Linked DNA regions of Zea mays: region 2 is linked to region 1. A link is a contact called in public Hi-C data. All regions are on one chromosome and are shown on one strand. The core of a region is the stretch at or near the end of the contact, and the rest is flanking DNA. Distances in the headings are between cores, read along the strand shown. Region 1 has its middle 17 kb from the start of LOC100273107. Region 2 holds the start of LOC100274743.

What was found. A called contact is a pair of places that touch in the nucleus more often than the background predicts.
Region 2: a contact with region 1 is called in a Hi-C map of ear, with 2.7 times the contacts expected there. The contact joins the promoter of LOC100274743 here to the enhancer-like site in region 1. A contact is called at or near these places in 2 of 25 Hi-C or Micro-C datasets (ear and leaf).

What each region holds. Positions count from the first base shown.
Region 1 is chr3:161,984,674-161,987,671 of Zm-B73-REFERENCE-NAM-5.0, forward strand. No RefSeq gene overlaps it. Among protein-coding and RNA genes, the nearest start is that of LOC100273107, 17 kb to the right of the region's middle. Within about 2 kb of position 1,723, at least 19 of the 20 cell types and tissues checked have an H3K27ac peak or open chromatin away from gene starts, as enhancers often do. A contact at or near this core is called in ear and leaf, where this site is marked.
Region 2 is chr3:162,128,873-162,131,743 of Zm-B73-REFERENCE-NAM-5.0, forward strand. It overlaps LOC100274743, which reads right to left and starts at 1,595. Exons shown (of 2, transcript NM_001360650.1): 1 at 1-1,595. The coding sequence starts at 1,504.

The DNA of each region.
Region 1 (2,998 bases), core at 473-2,972:
ATTCTTTTTTTTCCTTTCCTCTGTGTGTTTGTGCTTAGGGTAGGGTTAGGGTTAGGGAAACCGAGTGGGTTCTTTCTTCCCTATCTTTTTTACCCTCTAATGGCGAATCCAAGACTTAGGAGGGGTTTTGCTTAGGTTCACCCTAAAAGTCAAACGGCTAAAAGACATCTAGGGTTGAGGTCCTAGGCACAAACTTGCTATGGTACCGTTTTTAGAACTAGGAAAGCGAGCTGGTGCTCTAGTTCTAGCCACTAGATGTGGTAGAATACATGTTATACTTCGCTTTTCGATGGAGAAGCCATTAGGGCATCGCTGCTTGATCGAAGAGGGTGAGGTTGTTGAGCGGAGGTGACAATATTTCCCTTCACTGGCTGCGTTAGAGACTAGATCATATATCCCTGGTGTTTGTATGAGAGATGAGTCTACCGATGAATATTGGCTCGCGTACTGGCCCTCTTTTTTATTATGTATGTGGTGTGAAAGTGTGCGAGGATGATATCAACCACAACATTAAGAGCCCAAATAGGAAGCTAAGAACATACAAAAAGTATTGCTAGCAGCAGAACATGGGATTGGAAAGATGTTTTGTGACATGTTTACTTCTCCTAACCAGTTCCAATTCATCCTTTAAAAATTTCCCTCAACTGTGCCCCAGCACCTTAGGGGGTGATCCAACAATACTGTTGTTGAACCTTCCTGGATCTCTCAAAGTGCACCTGATAAGCTAGGATAACCCTGTCGTTTGCCTCACCACCTTATGAAGCCGAGGGTCTTCCACTTTCCAGTGCTGCTGATTAGAATAAAGTTGTGTTGAACTGGCAGTTAATCCTGACACTGTTGGAGGAATGGCTGAAGCACCGCCAAACATGATGGTTCCTGTCCTGGGGCATGAAACCACAAGTCTTCATGAAAAGTCCACATATGTCTCCACTCCATATACTGATCAATGAGGTCTTTGTGCTCTTGTACCCAGAGGTGCCCTAATAGCTCACTCGGTTGCAAGCTCTCCATTTGTTTGTTAGTGAAATGCGGATTGTTTATCAGATCTAATGCCGAAAGCTCCCACGTGAGGCCTTGTTCGGTTATGCTAATCCATATGGATTGGAGTGTATTGGACAGGATTGAGACGGATTTAAACCAACTCAATCCTACTCAATTCACATGGGTTAATAGCAAAACGAACAAGCCTGAAAGAATAAACCAAGCTAAGGCCTTGTTCGGTTGTTTCAATTCCATGTGGATTTGTGTGTATTGGGATGGATTGGAATAGATTTTGACTTGTTATGGATTTAATCCGATTCAATACCACTCAATCCACATGGATTAACGACGAAACGAACAAGCCCTAAGTTGGTATGTTGTGCTTCGAAAATCTCCGGGGTCGGGGTCCTGTGGGAAAGAATTCAGCGTTGTACTAGTACCTTGTGCAGACGACGCAGCACAACAAAGAGCTTGTCAGGCGACAACTGCAAATTCTTGATCTCATCCGCAAATGCAAGAAGGCGAAGAAGAGCACTATTTGGTTTGTTCAGCTGCTGCGTTTAACTACGTTGTTTGTAGGGTAGAAGAGGTGGGTGTGTTCAGCGGTGACATTGGCCGATTTTTTTATGCCGCCGTCGCCGTGCCTGCACGCGCAGGAGGGCCGTTACGTGCTGCTGCCTGCTGTCCGGGGGGTACACTGTCCGGCGTGGGCCGGAAGCCCGACGCGCTTGGGCTGGTGCGCGCATGGTTGAAGCCGCCAGAAAACGGGCTGCATGGCAGATGGGCTCCGTATTGTATTATCGCCCATGACACGGCCCTTTCTCACAAGAACAAACCGAGGCTGCTTGGCTGACGAGAGAGCAGCTTCTTCTAGATCCGTGAGCGTGACTCTGTGAGCGGTAGCTATCTTGCTGCTCTGTGGTCAGACAGCCGTATCGCTGTTCTCTGTCAGGCAACTATCGCTGCCATGCAACCCGATATGCTTATCCGTTTGATAGCAGTAGTTTCTCTACTCTACACCACACCCATCTATCTATCTTGAAAGAGTTCCCGTGTGTTCCGGATCATTCTTCTGTCGCTTGCCTTTTTTTTTCTGCTCCAATGATGATTTGTCTCCAAACCAGCATAACACCTGCGTGCGTGCGTGCGTGCCTCTAACCTGAAACCATGCGGCAGTCGGGCTCATCTCTTTCTTCATCATCCATCTCCGAGAGGCCGATGTGCATGCGACTGACGACGCTGTTCTTTGTGCTTTTAAAAGGGTCTGGGGCTTCCATAATAGCGTTGACACTGCCCCTGAGTAGAGAAGAGTTGCGTGCATAAGCTAAGAGGAGCTTATTGTAGCTAGTAGTGTTTCTTTTATTGGGGTGGACCTTCAGCTTTCAGATTAATTAACCACTATATTCCAAACATCAAGGTTCAGTGCAGCAAGCTATATAGATATTTTTCTCCAATAATCCATATGTGCCTGCCCTCTCCGATAATTAAGTCGAAGAATGATTGGAAAGCATGCCTCGATGACTCGTAGAAATAGGACGCTCTAAATCCACAAGCAAGGCAACATCAGACGCACAACTGTCCCCGACTCACAAATAGTACGTCACATGACATCCTCCCTACCTGCAACTGCAAATACACGCCACCGGAAGAAGCAGCGAGCGAGCGAGCAGCATGCATCCATCCATCCATATGATCGTCTATATATCTACGGAGTATAATTAATACAATACACAAGGACACGAAGCTAAGAGCGATTAGGCTACTAGCAGGTCTTGCTCCGCTAATCGCCAGGTTATAATCAGCAGCTAGCTAGCAGGCCGGCCATGCCATCTTGGCTTTTCCCTCTCCCTCACGCTAACCCACCCGACAACAGTGTTGACCCGAGCGCCCTAATCATGCAGCCAACCCACGCGCGCCGCCTTAAACCGGTCCCGACAACGCTGATCCGCATTACTATTATTTTTACGCCGGCCGTGACACCACGGCGGTGCCTGCCGGGCTCGCGGCAGCTGCCGGC
Region 2 (2,871 bases), core at 345-2,844, 140 kb after region 1:
AAAATATGTTCTGCAACGCTTCATCCTCATACAGCCTCGATTTCTCATTGATCTTGCACTGTAGGTGTGTGATCAGCATGAGCACGCAGTGCCCCAATGGAGTCATGTTTGGATTATCAACCCCGGTCAGCTCAGTATCCCAACATTCCAGAAGCTTATTTAGCGAGGCATTGTAGTCTGCAAGCAGCCACACATAGTTCATGACATAGCGGGTAAGGGGATGGATCTCCCCACCAGGCAGTGCTCTCCGAGAAGTATCTCCCTGTATGTCATTAGCAAACTCTTCGATCGTGCCACACACTGCATCCCCAAGCCGCAAGAGTATTCCCTCGGCCTCCTCCTTGATGAAATTCTTTGCATCACCCGAGAACAAACCCTCAAGCTCTGGCAGCACCTCAGCGAGCGCCTCATACATACCAAGGATGCGGAACAGCTTCTCGGTGGACCTCTTCCCAATCGCAATGGCGTCACCAAAGTTCAGCATCTGCAGGACACAACCCTTGGCCGCCTGAGTGAAGCACTCCTCCTCAGTGTTCATGTCCGGCGAAAGGATCTGCCTGCAGATACGGCGCTCCTCAGCAAGGAGGCCCCGGACGACGACCTTGAGCGCCTGGATCCACTTCCTCATCTTGCCGTCAAGCACGCCCCACTCCACCCGCTGCACCTCCTCGAGGCTCATCTTGTCGACCCCGAGCACGGCAAGGCATTCCATGAGCGTGTCCCGGCGCACCTCCCCGTATACCTGGCACAGCTCGGGCGCGTAGCCGGCGCGCAGCATGACGTCGGCGATGTCCCTGAGGACGCTGACGGTGTCCGGGGCGATGAGGTAGGGCGAGATCTCGTCGTCGGAGGCGGAACTCCTGCCGCCCTGCTGCTCGTTTACCCCCTCGGCGGCGACGGCGGCGTGGTGTTGGGCAAAGGAGGGGCAGTCTAGGTCTACGGCGGAGGAGTTGAAGGAGGGTACCGTGAGCGAGAGTCGGCGGAGGAGCGAGACCTGGAGGTCCTCCGCGGCAAGTGGCGGCGCGCCGCGGATGAGCAGGTGGCGGAACTCGTCCTCGAGCCGCGCCATGGCGGTCTGCAGCGCGGCCTCGGCGCGCGGGCCCGGCGCGCCCGTGAGGCAGGCGGCCGCGGCGAGGTACTCCTCGCCCTCCCGCGAGTCGAACACCAGCGCGTCGGCGGTGGGGGACTCCCAGCGCTCAACCACCTCGGCCGCCGCGTCCCACTCCGCCTCGGCGCGGGCCGCCGCGTCGCCTTCGGGGTCGAGATCGGGCTCGTCCCCTTCCCCCTGAGAGGTCCCCTCGTCCGCCTCCAGTATGGAATCGACGGCGGTAGGGGGAGGAGGGAAGAGGTCGGACATGAGCGAGAAGCGGTTGTCGAAGCGAGAGAGGATGCGGATCATGTCGTCGGCGGCGTTCTTGGAGTTCGCGAGCGACTTGACGATGTGCTGCGCCGCCGCGATCACCTTCTCCTGCCCGTCCGGCGGCGGCGGCGGCGCCGCCGCCATCCTCAACTGCCGCTGGATTAGGCGGCTGCTGCGAGCTTCTTCGAACGAGGGAAGAGAAGGGGAAAAGGCCGGGGGAGAGAAGAGGAATGGAAGGGGAAGCGAAACGGAGTCGACTACCCGCTGTGCTGAGCTGGGCGGTTTTGAACGGGTCCACCAGCAACACCACCACGACTGTCTCATCAGATATCGCTCTTTTTTGATCGTACGGACGGGATTCGTTGGGAAGTGCTGTGTGTGTGACACAGCCTGTGTCTGACTGACTGCGGCTCTCGTCGAGCATGATCTGATGGTTCTCCGGTTGTTCGCTTTCCGGACTCGGAGTGCCGTAGCTCTAATTTATATAGGTAAAAGTGTAAAACACTGTTGAAATCAAGATTGTTTAAGATGATGAATAGTGTTAAGAAAACAGTGTTAAATTTATTAATTGATTGTGTACTTATTTATACACTAGGAACGTGCTCGTACGATACCACGGAACACAAATTGCGACCCTTCAATGGACTTAGGGCCCTGACGACGGACAGCGTGAGTACAATAGTGATGACAAAATCCGTGATTAAACATAGATACTGAACGATATAAATATGTCTACTCAAATAGATTGAAATAGAATCGCACAAATAATTTTTAAAGAGTAAATATATAATGCTTAATCATAACCAATTATGTTGACACCTTGTACACTAAGCTAATCTTTTTAACAATATTGTTAACTCTCTGTTGTATGTTTGTATGGATGACATATCTGCACGAATTATCCTCGTAACTTAGGGCCCCTTTGGCAGGGCTCTGGCTTCTCCAAAAACGGCTTTGGCTCTGGCTCACGAGGTGAAGCCACTTCTTTAGATGAGCCAAAGCCATTCTGAAAAATCATTTGGCAAAACGGCTTATAGGTTGTTTTTCAGAAAGACCCTTGTATAGTTTGGACTGGTGGGAGGGCTATTGTGCGTGGCTAGGGATTGAGGGCAGGACCAAAAAAAATAATTTGGACTGGTGGGAGGGCTATTGTGCAAAAATGACGTGAGCTGAAGCCGGGTGAGCCACTTTTTTGGCTCATGACTGGTGAAGCCATTTGAAAAAGAGGTGTTTGGCACAACTTTTGCATGAGCCAGAGCCGAAGCTGAAAAATAAGCCCTACCAAAGGGGCCCTTAACAGCTCGATAATAAAGTTCCTCCGAAAAATCTTTGCATCCTACACATAAGACATAAGAGAACAAAACACCAATTTATTATTATGTAACTGGAATGAATCTTATGAATATAAAAGGAACATATTCCACTCACCCTAACAAATTTCATTCGACTATCGTTCCTGTTGGGGACTTGTTCTCAAATGCTAAGAATTAAGAACAAGGCAACATAGAAAA